Regions from separate parts of the Zea mays genome. Here region 1 is linked to region 2. Evidence: chromatin contacts called from public Hi-C data. All regions are on one chromosome and are shown on one strand. The core of a region is the stretch at or near the end of the contact, and the rest is flanking DNA. Distances in the headings are between cores, read along the strand shown.

Region 1 (6,633 bases), core at 753-3,252, 570 kb after region 2:
TCGCACAAAACTGTCAATTCAAGGCATAGTCCATTGTTCAGTTGTGAATGAGTGAAACTCTTATTCTAGATGAATGTTCAACTTAACAGTCTCCATCGAAACACTGGTATATCAAAGGATTGTGATTCTGATACTTCATCATTACAAACCCTAGAGTTTGGTGGGGATTGTTGGATCTTTTATGGGCTTGGCCCATTTATTGAATAAACTCTATGGTGTGTAATGGTGGAGAATACCAATAGTGCCACATTGGAAGTCCAAGGGTCTTTTGCCTTGACTTATATGGTGGGATTTATTCCACTTAACTTGAGAAGTCAAGAAATGGACAAGGGCGTGCCACACGCGCGCGCGCGCGCCGCCGGCCGGGCCGGGCGTGGCGTGGCGAGGCGAGGCAGGCAGGCAGGCAGGCGAGCGGGCGTGGTGTGGTTGTGTTAATTTTTAGCACTCACTAACCGCGTACGTCAGCCGAGTGACCCTGTCTCTTCGTCTGCCGAGTGACCCTGTCTCTTCGTCGGCCAGCCGAGTGACCCTTCTCCTTCAGCTGCCGACTCATGGCGTGACTCGGCGAGAGCTGGCCGACTCATGGCATAACTCGGCTAGAGCTGGCCGACTCTTGGCGTGACTCGGCGACCTTTCTCCTTCAGCTTCCCTCTGCGAGAGGTTAAATAGAGGAGCACCCCTGTCACTCGGTACACGCGAGAAACACTTTCAGAATCACATTTCAGCCGCCGAGTGAGGGTATTTCCATCTCGTGGCTCTGCGCGCACAGAGAGGCGAGAGGGCAGGTGCCTCCGAAGCCCTTGCCGTTCGAGACCCTGCTCGGGGGATCGGTAATTAGGTTTTTGGGAGCGTCTTCGCGACTGCCCAACGTCTGTCGTTGTCTTCATCGCTGGTTCCTGGCGTCTTCATCTCGATCGGATGACAAGAGAAGTTGGACAAGGATCAGGATCCTCGGAACGCATGGGAGGGTATGATCAATTCAGTTCGTTACTGTTTTATATTCTGCAAATTATATATGTCGTATGTACCTCTGTTCTATCGTATTATGATATGTTATATCTGTCTGTTTTAATTGTACAGTCATCCTGTTTATATTGTTATTTGTTTATTTCCAGTTGTTACGCAATAATCCATGAACCATGTTTATATACTTATTTTATTTATATGATTTACATGCTTCATATGCTTTGTGTTCTCATGATCCATATTGTTATGGATATTTTTGAGATCACGTTTTCTATGTTTGATTATCTATTATATGTTATCATCATAATGTTAATTTATGGAATTAAAATGGTACAGAAAATGCCTATATTTCTAACACCAATCAGCCCGGTAATCATACATAAAAAACCGTGAGTATAGTATACTGTAGCAATTTTCTACGAAATTATGGTGATAAGTTCCATACAGAATTATACACAAAGTGAAAGCTAGGAAATCGGAATTTACAGAACAAAAAAAAAGTCACGGGTTATCTGGTCGTTCGCTGTTCTTTTTTTTCTGTCCGATGAAGGTTGATTAGTGGAGTCAGAGTCGGTTACTAATGTCTCGATTATCTAGAACAAAAACGTTTTCTCCACTACTGGGTTTGTTGGGCTTACACAGTGTGATAGGCCTTCGTTCTTCGAATCAGAAACGGCATACCTATACGATCTGGCGAGTACATTTGTGGTCCATGGGCCCAACAAATCCGCCGCACTGCTCGTTATCCCTCGCAGCAAGTTTTCGCCAAATCTCGGCTACTAGCCCACAGCCCACCCGGCCACAACACAAGGCAAGGCCTGCCATTTGTCGTTTGCCAGCCCGTTTGAACTGGGACTCTCCGTCGGCTCTATAAGCTGGCAGCCACGTTTTGTGTTCTATCTTCAGGACCTATTTGTATCCTTTTGGTGCTCTTCTATTCAGATTCAATATAAATATATCAGGTGGGGACCCCCGCATGATGAAAAAATTTGTACCGTAATAGAGTCTAGCTGAACTCTGACTGGGCGATATTACACATATGCTAGGCACACCATTAAAGCAGAAGAATGGAGAGATACAGAACATGATGAAATGAGCATTGCATTAGACAATACAACATCATGGGAAGGCACAATCGAAATTGCAAGAGTTTGCCACCAAATTAGCTGAAACAACAGGTGCCTCGTACAAAAATATATTTTGCAGAGATAAGCAGACAGGGAAAGTGAGAGCATGAGCAGTGCACTTGTCAGGTAAATGGTTGCTAAATGGCTACGGTACGGTAAGGATGGGCTGTACATAAAGCAAATTTTCGAATCGGCACATGGGTTGTAAATATCGGAGATAACTATGTGCTATGCAGGTAGGATTTAAAGGGGAGAAGAGACGCTAGGTTATGTCAGCCATGTACGTGAGAGCAAGATTAAGCATGCAGTATGAACATTGAATGTGTTGTGCTGAAAATTCCTTAATATGTAGGATCTAGATTAAGCATGTAGCGTGGAAGAACTGGGCTGCGGCTTGCCATTAGAACCCAAATATCCTCACCAACACTCACAACCCCCAAAATGCACTGAGAACTGAGTCAAACATGCAGATATGACGCACCATCAAAATTAAAGTTTTAAAAAAAACACAAGCAAGCATAATTTTTATCAAGAGAATCAGGTTGGTTAAATTCTACTCACTCCGTCTCAATTTATAATTCATTTGAAAGTTTGATCGACTCATCTTATTATTTTTTGTGCGAAAAATAAAAAAGTAGATCCATACTTGAAGTATCCCAGTAAAGTTAATAATAATTGTAGTTTTTTAGAATAAGATGAGACGATCGAACTTCCTGTAAAAAAGTTGAACGGATTATAAATTGGGATAGAGTGTGTATTTCACAAGAAAATTGACAACATAAATAAAAAGATTTCTGAGTCCTCAACGTGTCAAAAAATAGGAAATTCACATGGCCTCGATATCGGTGCATCTAGTCCATCGGTGATAAATCCTTGCTCTAGGTTCACCGCTATAAGGTCCATCAAAACGAAGCTTCTAACTTATCCTTCACACTAACAAACATATGAGTATGATCCTGAATTTATATATCAAGTTAGAAGGGCGTATATACAAAAGGACCATACCAACCTACTCCCTCTGTCCCAAAATGCTTGTCGTTCTCGCTTTTCGAGGAGTCAACCATTCTAAACTCCGACCAAATAGATAAAAGAAAGCGTGAATGTTTATAGTACATAATTGGTATCATTAGGTAGATATTTAAATTTATTATTTAGTGAAATTATTTGGAGATACAAATGTTGCTAATATGCTCTATAATCTAGTCAAACTTGAGAAACTCTGACCGACACGAATGTCAGAGCGACAAACATTTTGGAACAGATGTTGTATTATAAAATTTCATACAGAAAAATTGAAGATGTGACACGATTTTTTTCACAATCATGGCAGATTAAATTTAATTAGATAGAATATAGCAAGTCTTAGGATGGAGCATATTGTTTCTATTGTTTTCTATTTAAGTAACCAGGTTGGACAAATCAATTTGGCTATAGGGTACTCGCTTAAACTAGATTTAGTAATTAGAAACATGCATACAAATCATTGGTGGAGCATGTTGGTGGTGTCAACAATATCCACAACAAATGTTTAAAGCATTGTGATGATTTTAATTATAATGATTTCAAGAATTAAAGACAGAGAATAACAAGGCAGCACACTAGAACATCATAAGAAGCCATAAAAATTACCTAAGCTCTCAATAAATCTTAGTCTAGCTCAGCCAGAGTTTGCACCAGATGCTCAGCTACATGATCTAGCACCCGTTATAAATGGCGTACGTGTAGTATATCAAAAGCGATTTTGTGGTTGAAAGCGACCGGACCGCTCTCTCAAGTTCCCCACCTAATCATTGACCTACCTAGTTCTTCCACGAGCCTAATTAACGCGGAGCAACGTGACAGCGAGACTAAGACCCCCACTGAAGTACTGGCCGTCGAGGGGAGCCGGGATTAGACTGCACTAATTGGTCCCGTTCGCCGTCGTCGGCGGGATACAGCATGCTGCTTGACGCCGACCGCCAGCTCCTGCGCGTTGCGGTTGCGCCGTCTCGCGATTGAAAACACAGGGCCGAGTGGCCGGCCGTTGCCCATGTGCCGCGCGGCGCCGGCGGCACCTACCGGGACGTACGTGGTGCGGTGCGGTGCGGTGCGGTGGTGGACGGGATCGGTGCCCGTGGCCCGTGCCGCCGCGCACCAGCTATTTTTAGACGCGTGCGTCTCGGCTGCGCCGCAAGCCACCATGCATGTCCGCGCAGCCGGCAGCGCTGTGTGATTTTTGTCTGTGCTTGGTGGTTGCGCGCGCCTGCGAGTGATACTGTGTGCTGATGTGCCCGTCGTTTTGTGCCTCCTTTTTGAGCTACGAACCAGGAATGAACGAAGAGAATCTTGTATATGTGTGTGTTTTTCTTTTGGGTAGCAATACATTTTGAGGAAAAACACAGCAGGAACGTTGCTGTTTTTTTTACCTTCCCTTTTTTTAACAAGTTCAGTAGCTACTGACCGAACTTTCAACGTCATCAAAGAAGGGCATCTTGATGAGGAATATTTGATGGACTGGACTCGTAGGAGGAGGGAGGCGTTAGCTTGCATTGGTGGTATCTTTTGAAGAACAAATTGGATAATTTCGTCGGAGGCATGACCCAATAATCATGACGAGCACGTTGGTGCTTCATTCGACATGAGATTTGGACCCCTCCCAAAAGATCTTGCGTGACTCGAAAGGCATGTCTGTACGTGGACTTGCTTGGCTGGACACGGGGAGAGCGCCCCCTGACCCTGATGATGATTTGTATCGCACCGCGCACCACGGAATCTGTTCTAGGCTGTCTAACTTGGCATTAGCCAGTGTGGTTTTTAGAGCCAATCTGTTCGTGCACCGGCCGGGCAAAAGATATCTTCCCCAAAAAAACGCAGCTACTCGTAGTACTCCCTACGGACGTGTGCACGGATTTGCACGGGACGTGCGGGCACGGTGCACGCATGCATGCCGCGCGCGGCCGCCGAAAGAAGCGCTGGTGTTGTCATAGCTTGACGCCACCGAGCGGGTACACCGTACACCTGCATTTAATTGACACATTATGTTACGGCCCTAGGAGTTACTTAAACAGGAGCAAAGGACTAATCCCAGTTCCCGGATCAAGCTCGAGCCGGAAATTTCCGTGCCGAGATGCGGAACCCCACACAAGCACAGCTCGCGCGCGCGTCCGAGGATTGTCAAGCACACGTGCGGTACAACCGTTGACATCGCGGCCGCACTACGCTCGCGTGCGCGTGGCAGTAGACACGGCACGATACCAACGTGGAAACCAGCGAGCGGGCAGCGACGCTGTACGTGCTCTGTACGCCTGCTGCTCGCAGTCGCAGCCTCGCACTCAGGCCACACGGGCTCAGCATAAAAGAAGGGAAGGGCCGAAGGGGTCAGCAAGGGAGAAAAAAAAAAGGAGACTGGGCCAGGCGTCTCGGTCACGACTTCAAGACCGACATGCGGACCCCCCGATGCTGTCCCCCACACGGCTCATTCCCGCCCCGCACGTGCGGCGGCAGCCTTATCGGTAGACCCCAAGTCGGGATCGTCTGTGACCCTAACGACGTGTTGTGCCTGTTCCTACTGTGTTTCTGTGAACAAACTGAGCACGGCTGCTGCTGTCTCCCGTGCCCTGTGCGTGGATCTCTGGTTCCACGCTCGCGCGTTTCGGTTCGTTCTCCGCCGGCTTCTCACTTGCCACACGTACTACTACTACTAGGACGAAAGGGAAGGAGGAAAAGGAACCAACCAAAGTTAAACTGCAGGAGTAGGACGGTTTATGTTGTTGCTCTTCAACCACAGAAGATCCCCGCGCAACTGCTGGCCACCTTTGCCAATGGCACTCCCGTAGATAGCTTGTAAGTTGACGCCCGCTTTCCCCGCTCCGAAACTACACGCCGTTCAGCCCCTTATCACAGGCTCCGACGCTCCGTGCCGTTGCCCCGCTCTTTTTCAACAGCGACGCTGGTAACGCACTAACGCCCGTCCCCTCACCCACCCGCGCAGACCGCAGAGAGAAGAGAGCGAGGCAGCCTAGGAGGAGCAACCGCGTGAGTCGATGAAGGCAGCGGTGGCCGCGGTCGTCGTCGGCGGCGGAGGAGGCGACGAATGGAGGTGCCGGAAGCACCCTGCCGCGAGATCCGGCGGCGGGGTGTGCCCCCACTGCCTCCGGGACCGCCTCCTCCGGCTCTGCCCCAACTGCGCGCACGTGCGGCCCTGCGCCTGCGCCGCGGCGTGCGCCTCGCCGTCCTCCTCCTCCTCGGCCTCCGGCGACGCGGTCGGCCGCGTCCACAGCCTCATCGAGCGGGAGCACCGGATCGCGCGCTCCAGGTCCGTGGCCACGGGCTCCTCCGCCGCGCTCGCCGCCCCCTCGGCGGCGACCGCGTCCGGGGGCGGCAGGCGGAAGGCGCGGGTCTGGGGGTGGCCGCCGTTCTGGAAGCCCGCGGCGCGGGAGGGGGGCGCGGAGCCAGGGGAGGAGGAGGACGACGACGAGGGGATGGGGCTGCCGCGCTCGAGCTCCGTGTCCGCCACAGCGGTGGAGGCCAAGAGCGCGGCCGCGGCGGCGCGGGCGCGGTG
Region 2 (7,502 bases), core at 898-3,397:
TCAACTAGAGTCTCTTTTGCTTACTGATAATTCTTTTAACTCGAGTTCTTCAGTTCTCTAATGTTAACCTAATGTCAGTAACGGATCTAACGGTAGGGCGGGTGGGGCTCTAGACCCCTCTACCGCTACTAATACTAAACTCTTAGAGCCTCATCGAAGCTCCTCCTAAATTTAAAAATGTGCAAACTATTATATATGTCTACTACGAATGATTATTGATATCATATCGTTGTAACACTTTAATTTAGCCACTCCTAACTTTTTTTTTTCAGTTCCGCTTCCGTCCCAGCCTGCTGTGTCGTTAAAACATTACAGTACTTCTTTTGTTTGTCTTGGCACATGTGGAGTCTCTGATTTTTTTCAACCAACTTTTCGATCTCATACACTTGTCTGTTGCTTGCTGAGATTTCACAGCGGGACGGGGGACAAGTAGAGGCCAAAAAACAATGGGAACGCAGTTCGGCACACTGAATTTTGACTTGCCAGGTGCCCTCAGAGATCAGAATCCAATGCTCCCTGACGGCCTGACCCCCTCTCGCTGTCTTTCGCCCCCTCCCCCCTACTACACTCACGTGAAACATCCTGTGGAAGTCTTCTGTTCCTCCGTTTGCCCATGTTTTTGTCCTTTGTTTGTTGTTGGTGCCGTTGCGCTGACAGCTGGGTTTGGAAGAGTGAAATACGTTGTTCAAATTAGTTAGTTGCTCGCATATTACTATGGTTTTATATCATGTATGTAAATCTTACTTAAATAAGTTTTTTATTAAAACACGATTCTATTTTTTAGTTTTAAATTATTAGCATATATATTTACAATATCTATTTTATAGAAGCCAAACTCTTTATATCAAGTGAGTAGGGTTCAAATCCGCTATATCCTATTTTTTGGATATTCTATGTGGGAGGATAAATTTATTCGACCGCTAACGCACGAAGAAACTCACGCTTAAATGTAGTAGAGAGGTATTTATTTAAGCAGAGATATTGAAGGCTGAAATCTGGTAGCGTAGAACCTACTCATTTCGTTCTTAAATTATTTTTTATTAAACCACTATAAAATATCTTGATGACTCCCAATTTCTAGGAATACTTTAAACAAACAGTTTAGCAAAACTAAAATATGTACAATACATTTAAGAGTATGACAAATATATATAAAAAATAAAATTTTTTTAATATAGGTATTTATATATAAAGAACTTGATTTAGAGGACGTGTTGTTGGAGACGAAGAATATAGAGTACACAATATAAATTCTATGATGAGATAGGAGTTAGAAAATAAAGCTGAAAAAGCCTAAGGCCCCGTTCGGCAGGCCAGCGTCCAAACCAGGCCAGGATCGAAAGCAGCCCAGGATCAAGTGATACATGTGTTATCACTAATTCCTGGTCACTAGTCCAGGAACCAATCCAGGAGGTAGCTCACCAGGACTCGTTCCAGACTAAGAATTGAGCGAAAGGAATTCAAATCAGGTGGGTCTGTTTCTGGTCCAGATTAAAACGAACGGCTCTAGTAGACTGGGCCGGATTCTAAGCCGGGTTGATTCATCCCGCCCGGAAAGAGGCCGGGAATAGGCCGTTCCAGCCGAAACGAACGACGCCTAAACCGTATCCTTGTCAAACGCAGGCACACTTTGTAAACCGTGCCTGACATTTTTCTTTGAGACCGACGAGGAGCCCACTAGGGCGCCGGTCATCCAGTTCGAGGTCCCTAGGCTCTAGCTGGCCCGCCAAAGCCATCCAATTTGCCGCGCCACCGCGCGAATTTACTCATATGCCCCTGGGTGGAGTCCCATCTGCCGTAATTAAACCGAGTACGGGTGGCAGACTGGAAGGACAAGCGTTGACTTAATGACTACTCTCCCCTCCGCAGTCCGCACCCTCCACGTCAACACCGCGCCGCCACGTCACTGCTTCCCCTTTCTGCTCTCTACAGCCGTGCAGCGTGAGGAAGGCGGGTGCGGTTGCGCCGCTGCGGACAAAACGACCACACACAAGGCCACAACCACAAGTCCACAACCATACAAGCTCCACCTGGCAGCTGGCACGGCGCTCTTCCGGTCTCCCGGGGCTCGGCTCGTGTCTTGAATTTTTTTGCATGGGAAACATTGAGGAAGACTGATTTTGTCAAACGGACCCCGTGGCCACTGCAACTGCCAACTGCAAGTCATCGCTCACGGCGCACTCGCGCACGGCGCACTCTTCGGCTCCTCCCCTCCTCGGCAGTGCGGCACTGCGGCGTATACTAGTAATAAAAAGGTACTCGGTCTCGGAGTAGCTTGGCGAGTGCTCCACATCGTCTGCTTGGCTGCTTTCCACCGCCGGAGACGGAGTGTCGGATGCCATGGGCAGCGGCGCGTCGCGGCTGCTCACCGCGTGCGCGTGCTCGCGGCCGCCGCCGGCGCCAGCGGACGACGGGCCGTGCCTGGACGACGCGCTCGGCCACTCCTTCTGCTACGCCGCCAGCTCCGCCGCCGCCGCCGCCGCGGGCCATTCGTCATCCTTCCGCCACGCCATCTCCGGCGCCGCGCTCTCCGCCAACTCCTCAGTGCCCGTGCCGATCTACCAATCCTCCGTCGCCGGCGGCATGCCGCCGCAGTACCACTCCGCGTTCCACACTTCCTCGTCGTTCTCCTCCGCGCCGCTGCAGCTATCCAACCTCTCCTCGGGGCCGCTCTTCCTCTCCGGGCCCATCGACCGCGGCGCCCAGCTCTCCGGCCCGCTCGACCAGGCCGTGCCCTTCTCGGGCCCGCTCCCCGCGAAGCCCACCAAGCCCGCTCGCCCCTCGTCGTCGCGAGGGTTCTCGAGGAGGTTCAGGAAACCCTCGTTCGGCAGCCTGCGGCGGAGCATCTCGGAGAAGAACCGACCATGCGTCGTGCCGCTCCGCCGGGAGGACGGCGTTCAGTGGGCGCACGGCCGCGCCGGGGAGGACAGGGTCCACGTGGTTGTCTCCGAGGATCAGCGCTGGCTTTTCGTCGGCATCTATGACGGCTTCAACGGCCCCGAGGCCCCGGACTTCCTGGTCGCTAATCTCTACCGCTTCCTGCTGCGCGAGCTCCGTGGGATCTTCTACAAAGAGGCCGATCCGGAATCCAAGCGACTGTGGCAGTTCCTGGCGGATGGCGAGGACGAGGATAGCGAACTCGACTTCTCGGGCTCCGGCCGGTTCGCGCTATCGCTTGCCAGGCTCAAGGAGCAGAGGCATCCCTTGTGGGCCCATGCGGCCGCCGCTGGCGATGGTCAAAGCGGCAGGGAGTGGGGAGTTAAGAGGTTGACGGCCGCACCGGCGGTGAGGGATCACAGGGCGGTACTGAGCGCACTGGCCCGGGCGCTAGCTACGACGGAGTCGGCGTACCTGGACATGACCAGTCAGTCAATGGGATCCCACCCAGAGCTGGCAGTGACCGGAGCTTGCCTGCTCGTGGTCCTGTTGAGGGATGACGACGTGTATGTAATGAACCTTGGGGATAGCCGTGCCATTGTGGCGCAGCGACGGGACGACGAAGATTGCTTGATTGGGAGCATTCCGGTGGAGGACATTGGTGTGGGCTTGGAGATCGAGACAAGGATCCCTGGGTATTCGGCAATTGGGCTCGAGGCATTGCAGCTGTCGACTGATCATAGCACGAGCGTTGAAGAGGTAACCTTTTTGCAGACATAGCTGAATTGATGCATAGTGCTAAATTGCTAATGCATTTGTGCATCTACTGAGTTTACTGAAAAGATGAGCTTGCATCATATAAAAAAAATATTCAAACACATTTTTTGTTATCCTGGTTGAACATGCCCTCTGGTAGCTTCTGTGAATACATGTGCAGTATGTGGACTGGCCTGTTCAACAGCATGGTTTTACAATCGGCAGACCATTTTTCTTTTGGAGTTATGAATTTATATATCGTGGGATAGTATGAGTGGATGTGAAGCATCATAAGTGTTTTAATCTATGAATTCTTTCTGCATATGAACTCATGTTCTTTTGTGTTGATGTGCAGGAAGTGCAGAGGATCAGACGCGAACATCCAGATGATGATCAGTGTGTTGTTAATGATAGAGTGAAAGGTCGTCTAACAGTTACCCGTGCATTTGGTGCTGGGTATCTCAAACAGGTAAAGAGACTGTAGGTTGATTGTTATGAAAGGTCCATGTAGGGGAAACAAGTAAATTTTAATGAGAAGTCTGTCTGATTTACAGGCAAGGTTCAATGATGGGTTGCTAGAGATGTTTCGCAATGAGTATATAGGTGATACCCCATATATATCATGCACACCTACTCTTTGCCATCATAAGCTCTCCATCAGGGATCAGTTTCTTGTTCTTTCGTCTGATGGCTTATATCAGTACCTAAGCAATGAGGAGGTAGTGCTGCATGTTGAGAATTTTATGGAGCGGTTTCCTGAGGGTGATCCTGCACAGAGTTTAATTGAGGAGCTACTCTCCCGTGCTGCAAAGAAAGCTGGTAAGCTTATTGTGTGGTCTTCTTCTTCCATGCTAAATGCAAATGTGCCCATTTCTTGATTGTTTTCGATGTTGAGTTGTTGACCGTTTCATTATACCCTTGGCACTAAGGTTAACATACTTGTGTGTAATGTGCAAACATTTATGTGCTTGTACATGTTCATGTTGGGGCGTTGGGTGGCTCACTATGCTACTTTCTGAAATAAACAAAAAATCTATTTATATGCATAAAAACCAGCAGTAACCCAACACGGTACACGGCAGGGGTAAGTCAGCTGCCAACACTGGGCATGTGAGACTGTCAGTTCCTAATTTGTGAGAATATTTTGGCCAAAGTTTAATACCCGCACTTGATGGCACATTTTACACTACTAAAATTCTGCTTGAATGCCCTATCTGACAATTTGATACCTTTTATTCTTTTATATTATTCCTTTTATTTTTTTATCATTTGATAGGGGATATTTGTCTAGATTTAGTCTTTGATCAACATGGATAGTGTTCATATGTAGTTTTGGTGGATACAAAGGTTTAGAGCACACTCTACAGGACTAAAATGGCAGCCTGAGGTTCTGTTCCTAGATAAGTTTGTGCTAGTTTTTAACTTTGGATTGGAATTTAATAGTTTACTGATCTACCACATGAAAATCATATTGTATGGGTAGAGTTTCACTTGTCCGTGAATCATTTTGGTGGCATGAAGTATCTGTGCCAAATGACAAGCTTTGCATTGTTTTGGAGGGCCGCAGATAAAGTTTCCAATTCTATTTTTCCCTAGTGTCATATCGTGCAAATTGGTTCAGAGCAATGCTTCATATAAAATTTCAGCACAGAGATGTTCAATTCAAATGACAAACTTAATGAACTTATGTGTTTTGGGTGTAATGAATCTGGGAATGTACAACACCATTAAATACCCCTTCTCCTGAGAGGTCTCGAGGGGTTAATTGAAAAAAATTAGAGGACCGTCTCTTTGCGAAAAGTCTGTCTCTTACTCGTTTTTTCAAGCATAATAGACTCACTCTGTACACTGTACAACCCTAGTTAATATTCATCTTTTGAGCTACCTTAGAGTTAATGCATTCATGTTTTAGAGACACTCTCGTCTAAGCATTGTACATGCCCTAAGCTCCATTTAATCATTTTTGCTCTATGATAGGAAAGTTCTCAATGATAGCTTTTGCTTTTATTAGAACTTCCGTTGCTGTTACAATGTGTATACAGTGCAGTAGACAGCTGCATAGGTGGGATGTCGCATCTAGTGCATGGTTGAAGATTTAACTGTATAGCTATAATGCATGTGGTTGAAAATTTTAGTTGTAAGACACACAACTGTCACAGCTGAAACATCTTTGTACCTTGCTCTACATCATTGTTATCTATTCCTACATCATTGTCGTCCTGCTTCAGTCTCTAGATCAATTAGTGGTTCTTCAAGATTTCTCTTCCATGAGCAATACTCCACTACTAACCTGGAGTCTGCCTTTTCAGGCATGGACTTCTATGAACTATTAGATATACCTCAAGGGGACCGCAGAAAATACCATGATGACGTCACCATTATGGTTATTTCTCTTGAGGGGAGAATATGGAAATCCTCTGGAACATATGTGTGATGTTCAGCTGATATACTGTCCGTGTCAGTATTTATTCCGATGCAATATTCAGCTGAAATGAACTTCAGCCGGTCAGCACTCCCAGGCGATTGCACATATGCTCACCAAGAGGGGAAAAGTCTGGCATGACATACAGCTATGTAGTCCATACACTTGTCGAAGTGGAGTTCTCCAGCTGGGGATCATCGCTGATCCTTCACATCAGCTTTGTCACAGCTCATGCTCATAGGTTAACTCGGGCAGATTAAAGTTGCAGAAAAATGACAGCCTGGTAGGGAGGAATTCCTGGAAAAGCAGAGCCAATTTTGTTCTGTTTGCCACTACAGCTTTGTTTGGTTACATACTCACCACTGACAATTTTTTCCACCTCACACTGAGTTGTCATAGAGTTGGGTGCTTATTTTATCCTTGGAAATAGAAAACTTTTAGGTATATGCAGCTTTTTCTCATTCATGTGAGGATTGAGCCTGTATTATATTGGAAACTAGAACTGATCATGTCAGAAAAATGGATGATTGGCACCTCATTTTGTCCTGACTCCTGAAGGTGGTTCTCCTTCGAGTCTTTGAGCCGTTAGTGGCATCCGTGAAAGAAAATTTTACATTTCGCCTCCACTGGAAAAACAAAGCTAGTGCCTCCTAGCCCTTGGCAAGTTATTTGGTTGGTCCTCAGAAAAGCTAAGAGCTGAAAGATATTTTGGAGGCAATCCATCAGTCGTTGGCGATATTTTTCATGTGCATGGTATATCTGTTTGTCGATCCTGACGATATTTAACTCTCAACATGATGAAGAAATTTCGGTTAGGCAAAGACTGGCTTGAGCATGTAACTTTTGCACTGTATTTGCTTCCATTTTTTCCTTTTGCAATTTAGACCTAATCCTAGTAAGCAAGCACGAAATGACCCCAACTTAGCCGCAGAATAGTAGTTATTACACCCTCAGTCGTAGTATATAAACGAAAAAACGCCCCACCCATTTTCGACCTAGTTTGGATACTCTAGTATTGATCTCAATCTATATGTGTTGAGGTTAGGTCTGGAAACGAACCGAGCCAGGCTCGGCTCGGTGGAATAGCGAACCGAGCCAGGCTCGGCTCGCTCACTTCGCGAGCTCGGTAATAAGGCTCGGCTCGATATAGGCTCGCGAGCCTGTACATTGAGTACTCAAACAACAGTAATTATAGTCATTAGCTCAAATTTGAAGCACAATATGTTCCATATAATAAAAAATTATGTCCCTGCACTCTAGATCCTTGTGAGTTGTGATCAAAACAACACACTGGTCATTGGATCTAGATGACTGGACACTAGTAAACAAACTGACAAGTGATAGCTGCAATAGTTCGGGCCGAGCCTCGAGCCGGCTTGGCTCGTTAGTGTAGCGAGCCGTGGAATTATGCTCGGCTCAGGCTCGTTTAGTTTCGCGAGCCTCACCG

Evidence for each region. A called contact is a pair of places that touch in the nucleus more often than the background predicts.
Region 1: a contact with region 2 is called in a Hi-C map of leaf, with 6 times the contacts expected there. The contact joins the promoter of LOC103627578 here to the promoter of LOC103627575 in region 2. A contact is called at or near these places in 4 of 25 Hi-C or Micro-C datasets (bundle sheath, ear, leaf and 1 more).

The regions. Positions count from the first base shown.
Region 1 is chr5:206,806,469-206,813,101 of Zm-B73-REFERENCE-NAM-5.0, forward strand. It overlaps LOC103627578 (DUF740 family protein), which reads left to right and starts at 2,003. Exons shown (of 1, transcript XM_008647879.4): 1 at 2,003-6,633. The coding sequence starts at 6,116.
Region 2 is chr5:206,235,063-206,242,564 of Zm-B73-REFERENCE-NAM-5.0, forward strand. LOC103627575 (probable protein phosphatase 2C 26) reads left to right here and starts at 2,148. Exons shown (of 5, transcript NM_001357211.1): 1 at 2,148-3,636; 2 at 3,815-3,901; 3 at 3,989-4,102; 4 at 4,188-4,452; 5 at 5,862-6,576. The coding sequence starts at 2,341. The coding sequence ends at 6,067.